Linked DNA regions of Sus scrofa: region 1 is linked to region 2. The links are chromatin contacts, called in public HiChIP or PLAC-seq maps. All regions are on one chromosome and are shown on one strand. Each heading gives the region's core, a stretch centred on a gene start, on an enhancer-like site or on the middle of the called end of the contact. The rest is flanking DNA. Distances are from core to core; before and after follow the strand shown. Region 1 holds the start of IL27 (interleukin 27). Region 2 holds the start of CORO1A (coronin-1A).

Region 1 (4,577 bases), core at 15-2,514, 85 kb after region 2:
CTACAGAACAGAAGCACCAGGACAATTCTGGGACCTGGCTGAGCCCTGATCCTGATCTCACAGAACCCCAACTTGGCCACAAGCTGAGCCCTGACCCTGGTCATTGGCTCTTATCCCAGTCCAAGCCGGAGCCCTGACCTGAGTCACAGGCTCAATTGAAACCTTGGCCACAGGAGTTCCTGTGGTGGCTCAAGTGGGAACGAACCCAACTAGTAGCCTTGAGGATGCGGGTTCCATCCCTGGCCTCATTCAGTGGGTTGAGGATCCGGCATTGCCGTGAGCTGCAGTGTAGGTCTCAGACGCAGCTCAGATCTGACATTGCTGCGGCTGTGGTGTAGGCCGGCAGCTGTAGCTCCAATTTGACCCCTAGCCTGGGAACTTCCATGTGTCGCGGGTGCGGCCCTAACAAGACACACACACACACACACACACACACAAACGAAAAAAGAAAAAGAAAGCTTGGCCGCAGACTGAGGTCTGTGCTCTGTCTGAACAGAGCCTAACCACTGATAGCTCTGACCCCAAATATAAGCAGAGCCAGGATGTTGGCTCAGACAAACCTCTGAGGAGTCCAGCCCTCGACCAAGTCCTGATCCTAGTTATAGACTGAGCAGTAATCCTGGATCTGACTCTGGCTGAAGGCTGAGCATGACCCTGAATGCACCTGTTCTCATCCCTGACCCTGGCTGCTATAGATCAAACCCTGTCTCTGTCCGGACCCAGACAAAGCCCCCCTCCCAGCCACCCACCAAGCCCTGACTTCCCTGGCATTCCCTCCCTCAGCCATCTGGTAAACCATAAAAGAGTAAGGATGACTCAAAACCCCCAGTCCCTTCGGATGGGCAATCCCCTTACCTGGCCATCCATCTTTTGCAGGACAGTGAGCTGGTGATGGCGCTAGGATGACAATGACAAAGCAGAGAAACGGGAGGGGGTTCGAGTCTCTGGGACCTACCAGCACGCAGTGTGGGGTGGCACACCCGAGAGTGGGGAAGTGAGGGGAGGGCTGGGCCTGGGAGCCCAGCGGGGGTCAGAAGCTGGGATGGATCGAAACCCCAGCTTCCCGCCTCCCCCACTGCACCTCCCACCCTCTCTGGGAAGGGAAATTACATTTCCCCATTTTAGCGAGGGGTGGCGAGGAGGGAAGACTGAGTGAACACAAAGCCGAAAGTACAAGCAGCACGGAAAGTGAAACTGGGCGCAGCCCCCAGTATAAGATTCCCCCTGCCCGGGAGATGGCTGGCCAAAGAGGCTGGGCCCCGCCATGGGCCAGATGGCAGACGACCTTGGCTGGCGTGAGTTGGAGGCTAGGGCTGGGGGTAGAGGGATGGGGGACTTGGCGGAGCCTGGGCAGAGGGTGGGTGACTTTGACTTCTGTGGCTCAGGGCCAAGGGCTGAAAGATACGGGACCCAGCTGACGGGAGAATGGGATAGAGTCAGACATAAATGGGGAAGAGGGGCTGGGGCAGGGGGGTAATTGCTAGGCCAGGGCTGGGGAGAGGATAAGGTGGGGTGGCTGGCATGCATGGGGGGTCAGGGGCAGAAGGCTGGAGGTTTGGTGAGGGCTGGGCTGAGAATGGGAAGACTGGATGGGTGTGAATGGGGAGAGCTGGGGCAGGTGCTGTGACCAGGGTGGGGACCAGGCAGATAAATGAGGAGTTTCCTTGGAGTGAATGAGCAGGGGCCAGTCCACTTGGCTGAAGACAGGGCGGCCAGAGGAAGAACAGCAGGGCAGGCGGAGCTGGCCCGAGGGGGTGACATTGGGGGCAAGGAGTCAGGAGCTTAACTGGGGCAAGAGTCTGGAGTTTGGAGCTTCGAAGGAGGTCCAGTCTGGGGTTGGTGACTGAAGGGCTCAGAGGCTGGAACCAGAGCTATGGGCGGAGGAGCGGATGGCAGGGGGCTGAGTAGGGACCGAGGGCTGGAGGGTGGAGATGGAACCTTCCAAGTCCAGAGCGCAAGACCCAGGCTTGCCTGCAGAGGTGGAAAGAGAAGCCAAGAGAAGGGTCCGGGGGCTCCACAGCCCAGGCAGGAAGCAGGGAAATGGTACAGCTCGGTTCGAGGTGGGAACACCGTCCCCCAGGGTAGGGGGCAGGGTGGGGAGGGGGAGGGCAGTACCCACCCATACAGCTAGGGAGAACCCCACACTGCTTTCGGTCTCCAGGGTGCCAGAGTGGTCCCAAGTCAGGGAACCCGAATGCTAGCCGTGGCACACACGGCCCACCACGTCTGGTAGCCCATGGAGCGGGGCGGGGAGCTGGAAGCATCCAGAAGCTCCCCGTAGTGTCTATGGAGGGGTCATTTCCAGCAGAGCCCGGGGCGAGAGATCAAGAAGCCATAGGGTTAGAGGCATGGAGAGGAGGGTGAGCAGGAATAGACTTGAACTTCGGGGCTGGTTTTGGTTTGTGTTTCATGGAGAATTGCATAACCCCCCGTGATTGCTAGATTTCCTCTCCCTGAAAGAGAAACACGGCCCTCTTCCCAGAGCCACACTGCCTCTCTTCCCTCTTTCCAGGAAAGACAGGGCAGGAAGCGCTTTCAGGAATCAGCTAATCTGACTCCCCCATTTTACAGATGGGAAACTGAGGCACGGGGAGAGGGGGTGACTTGCTCAAAGGAAGAACCCAAATGAAAACCAGAGGTTCGGCCTCCCATGCCAGGCCTCCTTCTCCTTTCCTGGCCCCTCCTGTCCCTCCCCCCCTGCAAAGTGACCCGTGGGCCTCAGGGGAGGCTGGACCAATCTGTCCTCCTGACTCCCTGGGAGAGAGCTTTTAGCATCACCAGTCCACCCCCGAGGCCCTGGTTCAGGCCATCAGAGCCGCCCGGCTAAGCCTGAGGACTCCTTGGCAGAACAGACGGTGCCTGCTCCGGGGGGTGGTGGTGACCTCCTCTGCGTTCCCTGGCAGAAGCACCCAGGCTCTGCCTTTGGGCAGATCTGGAATCCAGTCCTCAGTCCCTTCATCCTCTGGCTATGTGACCTTGGGCGGGTCAACCCCACTGAAGCTCACTTTCCCCATCTGCAAAATAGGGAGCATGACAGCGACCCTGCGGCCACATACAATCGTGCTGTTTAGTCGCTGAAAAAGGGAGTTAGCTGAGGGAGCTGGTGGGGATGGAGATCCAGCTGGAGATCCGTTTGCAAAAGTGGGGCCTCCATGCAACGCAGTGTCGCCTGGGGAAAGGGCATTTTCCTGTCCTTGGACAGAGGTGACTTACGGTGGCCTTCATAGCTTCCATCTCAGAGCGGTTTTGAGGGGTCAGTGAGATGATACACACACGCGCTTGCCTGTGGCACAGGCTCAGAAGAGACACGGTCCCTTCTTTCTCCTCCTGAGTTCTTCTCAAGCCCTCCGCTCATCTAACTCATCCTTGCCCATCTCTCTAGGGCTCAGCCTTTTGCTGCTTTCCATGCTCCTGGCTCGAGCTGGTGTCTGGGGATTCCCGAGGCCCCCAGGGAGGCCCCCCCTGAGCCTGCAGGAGTTGCAGAGGGAGTTCAAGGTCAGCCTGCATCTCGCCAGGAAGCTGCTGTCTGAGGTTCGGGTCCAGGCCCGCCACTTTGTGAGTCTCCCCGATGCAGCTGGCTGTGGGGGCTGGGAAGACCCCCCTCCCCGATCTCCTCGGGCCTCCACTAACAGACCTTGCCCCATAGGCTGAATCACACCTGCCAGGCGTGAACCTGGACCTGCTGCCCCTAGGAGAGCAGCTCCCCAACGTTTCCCTGAACTTCCAGGCTTGGCGTGGCCTCTCTGTGAGTTGGGGGCTGGGAGGGAGGGGGCAGGCAAACTGGGAATACGGCTGGGCTGGGTGGATGGAGAGAAACTCGAGGATTGCATTGAAAATGGATTTGGGGATGAATTAAAGGATAGAATCTGGATGAGATGTCATTGAATATAAAGATGAAGCTGGGGAGTTTCCGTCATGGCGCAGCAGAAACAAATCCGACTAGGAACCATGAGGTTGCGGGTTCGATCCCTGGCCTCGCTCAGTGGGTTAAGGATCCAACATTGCCATGAGCTGTGGTGTAGGTTGCAGACACAGCTCAGACCCGGCGTTGCTGTGGCTGTGGTGTATGTAGGCCGGCAGCTACAGCTCCGATTTGACCCCTAGCCTGGGAACCTCCACAGGCCACATGTGTGGCCCTAAAAAAGCAAAAAAAAAAAAAAAAAAAAAAGTTGGAATAAAGAAATGGCTCTAGGAAGAGGGTAAGCGTGAAGCTGAGCAAGGGAAGAGGTGGGGTGGGGAATTGAAGGGGATCTGAGATAGAGATTAATCTGGAGGAGGCACAGTAGGAGGAGTCAGAGTAGGGTTAGGCTAAGGACGGGAAGAAGGTTGGGGTGAGGGTGAACATGAAGTGGGGGGCAGAGAAAGGATGGGGATTGCTGGGGAGGACGGGAAGGGAATGAGGGTGGGAGAGAGTTGGAGACGGGATGGAGAGATGGTGACGACGAGGCTGGACACGTGGAAGAAGGGTGGCACTGGGATTGGGAATACGGATGGGGAAGAAGTGGGAGACAGGCTGAAATCAAGTGAGGAGACGGAGATGGGCTGGGCTGGTAGAGAAAGGAATGGCCTGCAGCTGT
Region 2 (3,940 bases), core at 903-3,402:
GCCCACACCATCCAGTCTCATCCAGGAGCAGGCTCTCAGGTGAAATACAACCCATAGGGTTTTTTGTTTTTTGTCTTTTTGCCTTTTCTAGGGCCACTCCCGCGGCATATGGAGGTTCCTAGGTTAGGGGTCGAATTGGACCTGTAGCCGCTGGCCTACGCCACAGCCACAGCAACGTGGGATCCGAGCTGACTCTGTGACCTACACCACAGCTCACAACTAAACCGGATCCTTAACCCACTGAGCGAGGCCAGGGATTGAACGTGCAATCTCATGGTTCCTAGTCGGATTCGTTTCTGCTTCGCCACAAAGGGAACTGTGAGACTGAGGTTTGGAGAGGTTAGACCTCTTGCCCAAGATGGTACAGCCAGTCCATGGCGGAGGGAGGGTTTGAACCAGTCGCTTATAGAATCACATTAATGGCTGTTGCTCAGATGGCCCCTCAGCTGACAAGATGTCCTCCGGTCACACCCGTGGCTCCTTCTCAGCCTTTTAGGTTCAGCCCAAATACTCTGTAAAAAGTAGCAGTGATGAGAGGTAAGATTTATGAAGCACTTGCTATACTTCAGATAAGGTGCAGAAAGCTTTCCATTTCCATAACCTCGGAGTTCCCATCAGGGCTCAGCCAGAATGAACTCGACTAGGACCCATGAGGACACAGGTTCGATCCCTGGCCTCGCTCAGTGGGTCAAGGATCCAGTGTTGCCATGAGCTGTGGTGTAGGTCACAGACATGGCTTGGATCCCGAGTTGCTGTGGCTGTGGTGTAGGCCGGAAGCTGCAGCTCAGATTCGACTCCTAGCCTGGGAACCTCCATATGCTGTGGTCTAGCCATTAAAAAAAAAAAAAAAAAAAAAAAAAAAAAAAAAAAAAAAAAAGATCCATTTCCATAATCTCATGGTAGGTGTGAGGCTGTTACAGCCAGAGAAACTAAGGCTGACAGAGATTAAGGAACCTGCCCAAGATCACTCTGTAGGTGTGACAGCCAGGACTCAAACTCAGAAAGCAATGATTCTAGAGCAAGCCTTCCCTGCCCCCGGTGTTTCTACCTCTATGAGGCAGTCTCTTGGCTGGGAACCAACTCCTTCCTCTTGAGTCTGAAGCCCAGGCTTCCTCCTCTAGCTTTTTTTTTTTTTTGGTCTTTTTAGGGCTGCACACGTGGTATGTGGAACTTCCCAGGCTAGGGGTCAAATCGGAGCTGTAGCCACCTGGCCTACAACCCAGCCACAGCCACGTAAAATCCAAGCCACATCTGTGACCTACACCACAGCTCACGGCAATGCCGGATCCTTAATCCACTGAGCCAGGCCAGGGATTGAACCTGTGTCCTCATGGATGCTAGTCAGATTCGTTTCTGCTGTGCCACGACAGGAACTCCTACTTGGCTCTTTTTCTTTTTGTTAGTTCCCAGACCTGGGGTTGAATTCTTGCAGCAGCTGCAGGCAAAGCTGGATCCTTTAATCCACTGCTGGGGATCGAACCTGTGCCTCCGCAGCCACCCAAGGCACTGCAGTAGGATTCTTAACCCACTGCACCACCGTGGCAACTCTTCTACTTAGCTCATTAGAGCTGTTATTTGTGCCTTGCCTTCCGCTAGCTGCCCAACTCCGACTCCTTCACCTCTATAGCTCCCACCCCTCCCCGCCCAAAGAAGCGCCCAATTATTCCATTTTCCCCCTTGAGGCAGGCAGGGCAGAGGTGCTCCTAGATGCACACAGACCTAGAGAGGGTAAGAGACTCTCCCGGGGCCACCCATTTGTAAATGCAGGGGCCAGGACAGACGCCAGGTCTCCTGCCTGCAGGTGGCTCTCCCTCCTCCTGTCCCTTCCCCAGCTCTGTTCCGTGGGGGCGACAGAAGGCAGGACAGCCTTGGCTGGGGGTGGGCACGGGGGGCCTGTACCCGGGCCCGCCGGGGGGCGCACTGATGGACTCTTCCATGATGGCCAGGGAAAGGGTGGCGAGTAGGCTAGGGGTGGGCTGAAGGAACAGGTTATTTTTGCATTTTGACATTAAAAGATGAGATTGGCAGCCACTGGCCAACAGCATCTGTTTTGGTCTGGCATTGGCAGCGAAGGCGCGGAGCTTCTCCACGGAGGGAGGGAGGGGAGGGGAGGGGAGGCTGCGGTCGGTCCGCTGGGCGAGGCGGCGCCTCGGCGGAGCGAAGGGCTCTCCCCTTTAAGAGCTCCGCCCAAAGGGGCGCTGCCACCCCTAAGGAGGCGGGCGCCGCCGCTTCTCATTCATTGTCTTGACGAGAGCATCCTCAGCGGGCAGTCTCCGGCTCCTCCAGCTCCTTCCTCCGCCTCCTCCTCTCCCTCCTCCGTTTGGGGGGTCACTCCTCTCTCAGCAGCAGGTAAGACCCCCCGGGGACGGGGGCGCGGGACTCGGCATCGCTGCTCTGGGCCACCTGTGGGGCAGGCGAGGGCTTGGCAGGAGCGGGCTGTGGGGGCGGACGGACTGTCAAAGCGAGCTGGCTCGGCGATGGGGACAGAGCCGCTCCACGCCCCGCGTGGAGGGACTCGCCTGAGGGTGCAGGTGCGCGTGGGCGGGTCCATCCGTGTGTCCGGGAGGGCGCGGTGAGGGGACGAGGGCGAGGGGCCACCGCAGCCATGATGGAGGTGGGGGAGCCCGGGGGTCAGGACATGTGCTGGCCAGACTCCCCTTGGCATCTTTGGGCGAGTTTGGGGGCGGGAGGGGGGCAGGGTGGGGTGCACCGAGCAGCTGCCCTGAGCTGGGAGACAGGAAGGGGTTGAGAGCAAAACAAGAAAAGCCCAAGTTCCCCTTTCCGTGGTTTCCGGGCCTAGTACCTGCGGTGGGGGAGGAGGCAGGGTGGGGCGCTGGCTTCCTGTCTCCCAACCTCCAATTTGGGGGCTCCTGGCTCCCCAGATCCAGGCTTCTCACTTGGGAAGGATCCCCCCTTGTCCCCAGACGGGCTTCCCCACACACAGGTTCCTCACCCGCTTTCTGGGCAGGTGGACCCAGGAGCCCCTTGGAGAGTCGCAGGGTGGGCAAGGGTGGCTGGAGCAGCCCCCCCACACACCAAAGGGCTAGGCCAGAAGGCAGAGGGTGAAAGGGTGGAGCTGAGGTGATGGAGGAGAGGCCCGGAGGGTGCTCTTGAGTGGGCAGCACAGGTCCCCACGCTGAGCTGGAAGGTGATGCTGCTGGGCACCAGGACCCGGCCTGGAGCGTGGGCAGCCAGAGGCAGGCCCCTTGGCTTTGCGCACTGACCATCCAGCAACCGTGGGGTGGGGGAACCGTCCTAGCCCGACTCCAAGAAGTGAGTGCCGGCTGCTCCCTTCCCATGGGTGGTTCCAGAGGGGCTGGGGAAGGAACCAGGCCAGGCAGGAAGCAGAGAGGTATATGGAAGAGGAGATGCTCGGGCCCCAGCCATCTGCCTGTTTCTGGTGCCCAGAGGGCCACTGAGCCACTGAAGAAGTGCCTCCTGGGCAAACCCACAAGCCACATCCCTCTGTGTGTCCAGCCCTGAGCCTGGAGGTTGGGAGTGCCTGGCCTTTAGGAGGCTCCCCACGTGGGTGTGAGGGTGTGAAGTTTGGACCCTGTGACTGAGAGACCCCACCCTCCAAGCTGTCCACACGGAAGGCCCGGAGTGTGACCCAGCGGGGGATGAAGGACTCTGTGTCTGTCAGCCACTCAGTGGGACAAATGGGCCGGCACCAGGGGCCACCCCACAGCGGGCTCTGCCCCCGAGGCCGAGGGTACAGGAGCCAGGCTGCGGTGGGTGGGCCCTGCAGATCAGCCAGAGGTAGGGGGGTCGGGCAAGGCCACTGTGAGGGTAGCGGGATGTCAATTACAGAGGCCAGCAGCAGGGCGCCGGGGAGACAAGCTGGGGAAGTTAGCTGAGACCATGAAGGCCAGGCCCAGGGGTGTCCTGGGGGAGACGGGGACCAGTGTAAGGTCCGCGTTGACCCAAAGGGAGAAAAGCC

Evidence for each region. HiChIP or PLAC-seq counts read pairs in DNA pulled down with a chosen protein or histone mark.
Region 1: a contact with region 2 is called in an H3K27ac HiChIP or PLAC-seq map of alveolar macrophages. The contact joins the promoter of IL27 here to the promoter of CORO1A in region 2. A contact is called at or near these places in 1 of 5 promoter capture datasets (liver), 3 of 47 Hi-C or Micro-C datasets (embryonic fibroblasts, liver and subcutaneous adipose tissue) and 1 of 2 datasets of contacts at active chromatin or transcription factors (alveolar macrophages).

The regions. Positions count from the first base shown.
Region 1 is chr3:18,420,831-18,425,407 of Sscrofa11.1, forward strand. IL27 (interleukin 27) reads left to right here and starts at 1,265. Exons shown (of 5, transcript NM_001007520.1): 1 at 1,265-1,295; 2 at 3,383-3,555; 3 at 3,647-3,745. The coding sequence starts at 1,265. LOC110260087 (a long non-coding RNA gene) reads right to left here and starts at 1,172. Exons shown (of 3, transcript XR_002342911.1): 1 at 856-1,172.
Region 2 is chr3:18,334,661-18,338,600 of Sscrofa11.1, forward strand. CORO1A (coronin-1A) reads left to right here and starts at 2,153. Exons shown (of 11, transcript XM_021088028.1): 1 at 2,153-2,349.